Regions from separate parts of the Triticum aestivum genome. Here region 1 is linked to region 2. The links are chromatin contacts, called in public Hi-C maps. All regions are on one chromosome and are shown on one strand. Each heading gives the region's core, a stretch centred on a gene start, on an enhancer-like site or on the middle of the called end of the contact. The rest is flanking DNA. Distances are from core to core; before and after follow the strand shown. Region 1 holds the start of LOC123148007 (starch synthase 1, chloroplastic/amyloplastic-like). Region 2 holds the start of LOC123149863 (facilitated trehalose transporter Tret1).

Region 1 (4,600 bases), core at 853-3,352, 240 kb after region 2:
AACCATCACACGGTGACCACGAGCAGCAAGAGCAATTGGTAACGAACCACAAACATCTCCCAGCCCCCCTGACTTTGCATAAGGAGCAGCTTCACCAGTCACAAACACGATGCTACGTGTAATTTTAGCTTGAGGTTGCTCGTTCGCATCCATGATCTCAGAATCCTGCTCACTTGCAGTCACAATTATGCTGTCGATGGAATCCTCAGCAATCCCTGGTTGCAAATGGAAAATATTCATATGGTATATTTGTCAAGACCAGTGTGAGGACATATATTAGCAGAACATGATTAATTAATACCCAGAAGATCACATTCTTTAAAAATTGCGTGACAATAGGTTAGCAATAACAAAAATGGCGTAACCTGCATTCTGTTCTCAGCTACTCCCTCCGTTCCGAATTACTTGTCTTGGATTTGTCTAGATACGGATGTATCTAGACTCATTTTAGTGCTAGATACCTCCGTATCTAGACAAATCTAAGACAAGTAATTCGGAACGGAGGGAGTAGATGCCAAATTCAGGATGTCTAATATACTCCATCCGTTCCTAAATATTTGTCTTTCTAGAGATTTCAACAAGTGACTACATACGGAGCAAAATGAGTGAATCTACACTCTAAAATATGTCTATATACATCCGTATGTGGTAGTTCATTTAAAATCTCTAAAAAGACAAATATTTAGGAACGGAGGGAGTACTACACAGCAAACACAAAGTAGCAGCCCAACGAAGAGTCTAACAGAGAGTGAGCTGGGCCTAGTACTCTGCAAAGCACACATGATCCCAGCCTCCCAGTTGCCCATGTGACTTACTGCGTGGGCCTCCCATTTCATTGAAAAACAAGACAGTTATACAAGGGTCTTCAATTTCGATACTACTTCTGTACTCAAAGGTGGAAGCTCCTTCTAGTTCCTGTAATATAAAACAGAAAGGAGCATTGCATTCCTTGAAGGGGTGCTCATCTGTCATGTCCACTATGATTTTTGTAAAATCAGCTGAGTGCTGAGAATATACTATTGGAGACTGATAAACCCAATGTGATGTTAAGATTTCCCACTAATAAGTACAGGGAGTCGCACCATTTTCGGTAATGATACCAGGCCAAGCAAAAGACAAACTCCTCAATTTAACTACGTTCCCAACGTGCGTGCACTTGGCCCAGCCTTTTCAGTCTTCTTTCTAGTAGCAGTACTAAATTACGATACCAGTCCAGTGATGTGTCTGCTGAGACCCAACCACGTGCACAGGCCCCGACACCTCGGCGGTGCACCGCTATCGTATCGACACGCCACCCCAATCAATCATCTCACGATCCAATGAAACGTCTAGAAAAATCTACTGATCTGCCCGCGTCGGTCTCGATTTCTATCTACTTTCCATCTGTACGATCGATGAACAACGAACATATACTCCGCGGTATACATCCGCCCAGAAGAAATCGGCTGAACCGCGGTACCTTCGAGCAGGAGGTCGGGGGCGAGCTCCCCCACGCCGGCGTCGGGCAGGGGCGGCTGCGTCGGGGCCGGCGACTGGGCGGGCGCGGGCGGGGGCGGCGCGAGGAAGCCTGGCACGACGGGCGGGGCCAGCTGCTGCTGCGCGGGGCGCGCCGCGGGGCCCTCCCTGCTGAGCTCGGCGACGTAGCGGCCCCGCGCCACGCGCCGGAGCCGCGCGCGGACGACGCACGCGGTCGCCCGGTGCGCCGGATCGGCGCGCAGGCGCACGCTGGGGGCGAGGCACCCGGCGCCGACGCCCGTCGCCGCCATCTGGAGGTGAGCCCGCAGAAAACAGGAGGCGGGCGGAGGTGCGGACGGAAGGTGGATCACCCCGCTCGGTGCGGGCCGGGGCGAAGCCTCTCTCTCTCTCTCTCTCTCTCTCTCTCTCTCCCACTGCGGTGCTGCTGCTGCTGCCGCGGGGCGCGCTCCCCGGGGTTTTAGTGCGCTGCCTGCAAAAGCGGATCGGGGGGTTTGCCTGCGCTGCCGCGCCGAGGCCGAGGTGGTGATGGGCGGGGCGCGGGAGAGGGAGAGAGAGAGAGGAGTGGAGTGGCGCGGACGGACGGACGGAAGAGCAGCTGCGGTTTTCAGTGGCTGTGTGCGGCCCGTGCCTCCGTTGCCATATCTGGCTGGCTGTTGTCACGGTTTGCTCGTGAGCGGCGCGTGGTATTTTTTTCGGTTGGGCTTCTTTTTGTTTGCGTGGAGTGCCGACATGTAGCAGCGTACGCCGGCGAGAAGAGAGCTGGGCCGTGCAAAATGCGAAGATGCCCCGCACGCGAAAATGGATCCAGACGATTCTCGGGGAAGAAAAAACGAAGATGGATCCAGACGGTTGCGTGGTTTTTTCTTTTGTGAATAATTGCGTGGGTTTTCGTACTAGTGAAACTCGAATTCTCGCAAAAAAATAAGTGCTAGTGAAACTCTTTTGTTTTCAGTTCAAAACTCTCTTCTTCTTTTTTCGTGAGAAAAGATATATATTACCAAAGTTCATCGATCGGAAGTACAAAGCATCTCTAAAATAATAAAAATTACATCAAGGTTCCGAGAGCATCGAACGTCCACTACTGCCGCCAGAACGAGCGGCCGACGCGCCGCCGTCGCCGCTCCCCTATCGGATCCGGCTTGGCCTTGTCGATAACAGTCGCGAAGTCTTCGTGCATGTGCCCTTAAGCAGTGGCGGATCCAGGAATTGAACTTAGCCGGGGCGAAACATTTTATGGACAAATGCAAGTCCGCTCAATTTTTACGGAGAACTGTTAACACGGAATCTTGCTACATGAATCATTCATTTCATGGCCCAAAATGTCTAATTCCATGACTAAAGATACATACAATAGGTGAACAAGTTGCATATCAATATATATCTTAGCACAAATATGCCAACAGTTTGAAACAATGGATAACAAAAATATTTACTCTAAGTTGTAAGTATATGAGGAGGGTTTGATACATGGCCTCTACACTCTCTCAAGCCATGATAATGTTCTATGATCTTCTATCATCAATCTCCATTTTTTTCCCAAGTGTCGGATCAGGCTCAGTGTCAGCTCAACTAAATCCTAGAATAGAAACCCTGATTAGACACAAGGACTGTTAGACACTTCAAGTTCATGAACAGAAGCTTCTAAAGTGTTTGCATTAGAGGCTTCAATAGTTCAATGGTCACTTGAGATTCAGTAGTTGGGGGAGCGAGTTTCAAAATAGCCAGCAATTGGTTTCACTTTTTATATAGATTCCGTACATTACAACATCACCATGTTCACTAATTGGCTACAAAACGAAGGTCAATATCAGTAAGAAAATGAATTGGACTGTCCGTTGGTGTGTACCTGCTGGTTGCGCTTTCTAATTTTGCAAAATGCAGCTGACCGTTTGTACGAGCTGGATGCTGTGTCGCTGCTGCTTCCTCCCATGCCGGCCGCATCCGGGACTACTTGTTTTGGTTCGCCCATCCGCGGATCTGGATCAGGTGCCCGGTGCCCGGCGGCCGGCAGCCGGCGAGGCGGAGCTCTGTGGTGTGGCGGCGACGGCTAGGTTACGCTCGTTGTCTGCCTCGCTCGATTGGAGAGTGCTTGGCGGCATCGTCACTCTGATTGTCAGAGAGGTATCTCTGGGCCCTCTCGGTAATGCACATCACATAAGCCTTGCAAGCATTGCAACTAATGTGTTAGTTGTGAGATGATGTATTACGGAACGAGTAAAGAGACTTGCCGGTGACGAGATTGAACTAGGTATTGGATACCGACGATCGAATTTCGGGCAAATAACATACCAATGACAAAGGGAACAACGTATGTTGTTATGCGGTCTGACCGATAAAGATCTTCGTAGAATATGTAGGAGCCAATATGGGCATCTAGGTCCCGCTATTGGTTATTGACCGGAGACGTGTCTCGGTCATGTCTACATTGTTCTCGAACCGTAGGGTCCGCACACTTAACATTACAATGACAGTTATTATGAGTTTATGTATTTTGATGTACCGAAGGTTGTTCAAAGTCCCGGATGTGATCATGGACATGACGAGGAGTCTCGAAATGGTCGAGACATAAAGATCGATATATTGGAAGCCTATATTTGGACATCGGAATGGTTCCGGGTGAAATCGAGATTTTACCGGAGTACCGGGAGGTTACCGGAACCCCCCCGGGGGGTTATTGGGCCTACATGGGCCTTGAGGGAGAAGAGAGAAGGAGGCAGGAGGTGGCCGCGCGCCCCTCCCCTTCCTAGTCCGAATAGGACAAGGGAAGGGGGGCGCCCCCCCCCCCCTTTTCCTTCCCCTCTTCCTCCTCTTTCCCCCTTCTCCTTCTCCAACTAGGAAAGAAGGGAGTCCTACTCCCGGTGGGAGTAGGACTCCCCCCTGGCGCGCCCCTCCTTGGCCGGCCGCCCCCTCCCCTTGGCTCCTTTATATAAGGGGGCAGGGGGGCACCCTAGAACACACAAGTTGATCTTCGTGATCGTTCCTTAGCCGTGTGCGGTGCCCCCTTCCACGATATTACACCTCGGTCATATTGTAGCGGTGCTTAGGCGAAGCCCTGCGATGGTTGAACATCAAGATCGTCACCACGCCGTCGTGCTGACGGAACTCCTCCCCGAAGCTTTGCTGG
Region 2 (4,575 bases), core at 1,099-3,598:
CAATACATGATTTCACCATATTAATGTACTACTGCTTTGGCAGAGAGGGATGGGGCAAGTGAGAGATATTGTTTACCATAGAAGTAGTGGATGTTGAGTGTCTTGGCCCTCTTGGCGGCTGTGGTTGTTGTTGTTGTTGTTGTTGTTGTGGTGGTGGCGTCTGCCTTTCAATTACAAACTTCCCCCAGTTGGGGTTTTCCTTCTCTGCCTCCGCAAGAATCTTTCTTTCATACTCAAAATCAAAGTTAAAGGTGCTGCGGGGAACTTCTACCATCTGTGGTGCCAACTGAGGCTGAAAACATAACACTAATTAAAAGGGTGCTAATTATCCAAACGCTGTGAGGGGAAGGGTAAATAAAAAGCAGCACAGCCTTGCATAAGCATACACGTTTGCAGAATGGTGGGATGCTTCTCTAGAAAATGAACAGAATAGGATGAGTTTTCAGGGAACCCACAAAACTGGTGAAGCATGCTCTCATACATTTCAACCCATACTATTAACTATCACACCAACATTTTAGGATCAAAGTCTGAAATAGTTACAACAGCAATAGGATGAGTTCTTCTACTGTGAACCATAACAAGACTATTTCCATGTATTCCTTACTCCTTAGACACTTCCATTCAGACATATGTTGCATCCAGTGTTTAGATATGCCATCATCAGTATGGAACAAGCTACACCATCTATTTTTCAGTTAGTCTGCTAAGGATGGAATGGTCCATCAGGAGAACCTGACATGCCCCTGCAAACTTAACAAAACCTCCTCGCTGTCTATTATATGTGGGTCCAGACCCACATGGCACAGAGAACCTAGGATAAAAAGGATAAACCACTAAAACTAATCAGCGGTGCTTAAGATCACCAAGCGCACTAATTGACAGCTAAAGCTGTCTCCTCGCTGACCGTATGATGCTAAGTTGCTAACAATAACTCGTTTGTACATTTCTAGCACATACCCATGCACTAAATGAGGACAGAAACAGACATTTAGAACAATTAGTTATTAGCTAAAATGTCTTGCTTGAATGCATCACAATTTATTCACTACTCCAAGGAGTACTATTTCTCACAATCCCAAGGAGAATAACTGGCAACAGAAAACAAAACACTTATGGTAGTATGTTGATGTCCAGCCAATGCACAGAAGTTAAAGGCACCCATTTAACTACGAAACAGCATTTTTTTGGAGCAACACTCTTAACACTGGAGAATGAAAACTGAACTCAGTCATTACTCATTAATACAACTTTTTTGGTAGCAAAGTAGATTGACAGCTCTTGCATAAGAGAACAGGAAAGTAGTGATTGTATAATAAATCATATAACTTACAGGAGGGGTTATCCGATATTCTGGCTTTATAACAACTTGTATGCCCACTGCAGCGAAACAATGAATTACGTTAGTAACCATGAACTGTTCTCAATAACAGTACAGAAGGGCACAATATTGGGCAGTTTGTTAGTCTGGCATGGTAGCAACAGTAAAATATATACAAGCAGGCACTCCCTTCTCTGTATACCAATTCAAAGTCCAACCAATCTCACAATATTTTTCAATTTTCAGCATGACCCCCTTCTTCGCGAGGAAGCATGCTCTGACAAGCTAAGTTAAGTTACACATGTAATGGCCAAATTGGGGGAAATTACTAGCTAAACAAGTTTAAGCGCACACACATGCTGGCTACAAGAGAAATGATAGGGTTAAAAGACCAACAAACAAACTCGTGTAAAACTGCCTCAGTTTCAGGTCTATATTGTTCAATTCCACTTTCCACTCACGGGCTCTTAAATCAGAACTCAACTAAGAGATCCGCTGATCTAACGCGCACGAAACCACTCTCAGTTCGATCGAACGAAAGATCTAGCGAGCCCTACTCGATACAGCACGGAGCACCCGGGTTCTCGGATACCGAACAGCCCACCAACCAGGGCACCAATCGGCCGTATGGCATCCAAGCAGTACAGAGTGAAGGGAGAGGGGATTACTCGATGTGGAGGACGACGACGAGGAGGGAGCGGGGGGCGGGGCAGCGGGGGACGAGGGAGCTGCGGTAGCGTGGAGGTACGGCGCGGGCCGCTGCGGCGGTGGGCCGGCGGCGCCGTGGGTGGGCTGGCCGACGCGCGGGTAGAGGGACGAGCCGCCCCCGCCCCCGCCGGCTCCGCCGTACGAGCCGGAGCCCGACCGGCTGCGGAATTCGTAGTCCATCGGCGCCGGCGCGGGGGTGGCGGTGGTGGTGGGGTCGACGGGCGATCGGTCGGGGGGAACGCGGTTTGGACTTTGGAGGGCTAGCGATGGAGCGGAGTCGTGTTCGTCTTCGTCGGGGAAGAAAGAAAGTGTACACGGAATTACGGCTCCCCTAGAAAAAAAACTATACACGGACCCAGGCGCGCGGTGCTGACGGTAAAGGGCGGCTCATCAAGGGCCGGCCCTTCGCGCACTCGGCCCCAAGCAAAGCGCGACGTTTCTCTTGCCCCGATGGGCTGTGCGGGCCACCGGTCAAGGGGCCGTAGCGAGCCCATAACATATGAAAAAAAAACCCATTAAAAACAGATAGAAAAAACCATTGCTTTTTCTGGGCATGGCATTATGAGCGGACGGGACTATTCCCGGTTCAGTTTGCATACCGTACTAGATCATCGTTGGCGCGCATTGCCGCACCCGTCTTTTTAATACGGAATGTTAGGTATTGATGCAATGTTGTGTAGGTATTTTATTTGAAAGTTAACTATATGTAATTATGTACAATTTTATTTTATCTAAAGTTATAGTAGTTGTAGTATACATATTATTGTGATTTTTTGCGCACTTGTAGCATAAGATGTTCATTATAATAGACCAAATGCCATTTGCAGGAGGCTAGTATTTTTCTCTCAAGATCATGCATGTCAAGATCCTCTTGGCCTTTAGGCCTACAGTGGACACTCCACTTGGCTCGCTAGATGATGTTTTTTTTACGACCACCACTTTGCCCATAGAAATTGGACTTGAAATATCTACTCCCTCCGTCTGAAAAAACTTGTCCCAACCTAGTCTTTCAAATGGATGTACCTAGTGTTAACTTGGTGCTAGATACATTCATTTGAGGGACAAGCTTTTTCGGACGGAAGGAGTACTATTTTTACGACAGGTGAGTAAAAGAATGGCTAACTGCAAACAAGAAGATAACAAAATATCAGAACTGATTTGCAATGTGCTATGGAGACACTGATATTCAGTTAAAAAAAGAAAAAACATCGACATTAATAGAGAAGCTGATGTGCAAAAGAAAAACAGAGAAAGTGCAGATCATTATTGTGCAAAACGTTCATGTACAAAGTAACAAAAGACTGCTGGCTGCTGGCAAGTGTTGTAGACACACTTAAAATAAAGACCAAATTGTACGACAACACAAAACAATGTTCGTTCTTTGTGACAAAAAAGAGCTCAACACATGGTGTCTCACAACTATTACATTATTACCCGAGGGAAGATCTTATAAGCATTTTTCTTATGTTTCTCAAGCACCAAATCTAAAAGTAGCAAGGGACATGACAAAAGAAGCTCAATCTAATCATCCAACCTCGTGAAGTAGCAATCCCTCCTCTTTAGAATGATGAATACAATTTGACCTGTTAGAAAGGTCCAACGTGCGTGATGAACTTCTCCAGCTCCGGCTCCTTCCTCATATACATCTTGACGACGTCTTGGAGGTTGGTGTGTGGTTTGTAGTTCCCAAAGAAGGCACCTTTCAAGTTCTTGCCATTGGGGAAGTTCATCAGGTGGATACTGAATGCCACCTCCTTGTGTGGACACCCACCAGCCTACCGTTGGACCAGCTTGGTTCTCCTACTGGTTTGATAACCTTGGTCTCATCACTGAGAAATACCTATCATTGTTGTGCTGCATCATCCCTTCCTCTTTGGAGAAATACCGACGTAGTTCTAGCAGACATCACGAACCATAGTTGAAGCTTTAGCATGTTTCTTTATTCTAATAGGGAAAGGTGGTTTCTCAATATAAGAAGTAGGAATAACAGGATCACCATTATAAGTAATAGTTTCTTCTTCAACTTTAATATGTTCCACTACTTTTACTCCAGTGGGAGGATGACATTTAAACCACTTATCTTTAGGGAGATCAACATGAGTAGCAAATGATTCACAGAAAGAAGTTACTATCTCAGAGTCAAGTCCATATTTAGTGCTAAATTCACGAAAAGCATCGGTATCTATCAGTGTCAAAACCGACCGATCTCGGGTAGGGGTCCCGAACTGTGCATCTGAGGATCGAAGGTAACAGGAGGCAGGGGACATGATGTTTACCCAGGTTCGGGCCCTCTTAATGGAGGTAATACCCTACTTCCTGCTTGATTGACTTTGATGAGTATATGGGATACAAGAGTTGATCTACCTCGAGATCATAATGGCTAAACCCTAGATGTCTAGCCTGTATGATTATGATTGCCTCTACGAACTAAACCCTCCGATTTATATAGACACCGGAGGGGCATAGGGTTGTACTGAGTCGGTTTACAGAGAAAGGAATCTTCACATCCAATCGCTAAGCTTGCCATCCACGCAAAGGAGAGTCTC

What was found. Hi-C and Micro-C count contacts between places; a contact is called where the count stands out from the background.
Region 1: a Hi-C map of leaf shows a contact between it and region 2, with 5 times the contacts expected there. The contact joins the promoter of LOC123148007 here to the promoter of LOC123149863 in region 2. A contact is called at or near these places in 3 of 5 Hi-C or Micro-C datasets (leaf and an unstated tissue) and 1 of 1 datasets of contacts at active chromatin or transcription factors (leaf).

Annotation. Positions count from the first base shown.
Region 1 is chr7A:81,095,556-81,100,155 of IWGSC CS RefSeq v2.1, forward strand. It overlaps LOC123148007 (starch synthase 1, chloroplastic/amyloplastic-like), which reads right to left and starts at 2,103. Exons shown (of 15, transcript XM_044567360.1): 1 at 1,460-2,103; 2 at 1-215. The coding sequence starts at 1,766.
Region 2 is chr7A:80,859,510-80,864,084 of IWGSC CS RefSeq v2.1, forward strand. It overlaps LOC123149863 (facilitated trehalose transporter Tret1), which reads right to left and starts at 2,349. Exons shown (of 5, transcript XM_044569630.1): 1 at 1,990-2,349; 2 at 1,334-1,380; 3 at 77-292. The coding sequence starts at 2,209.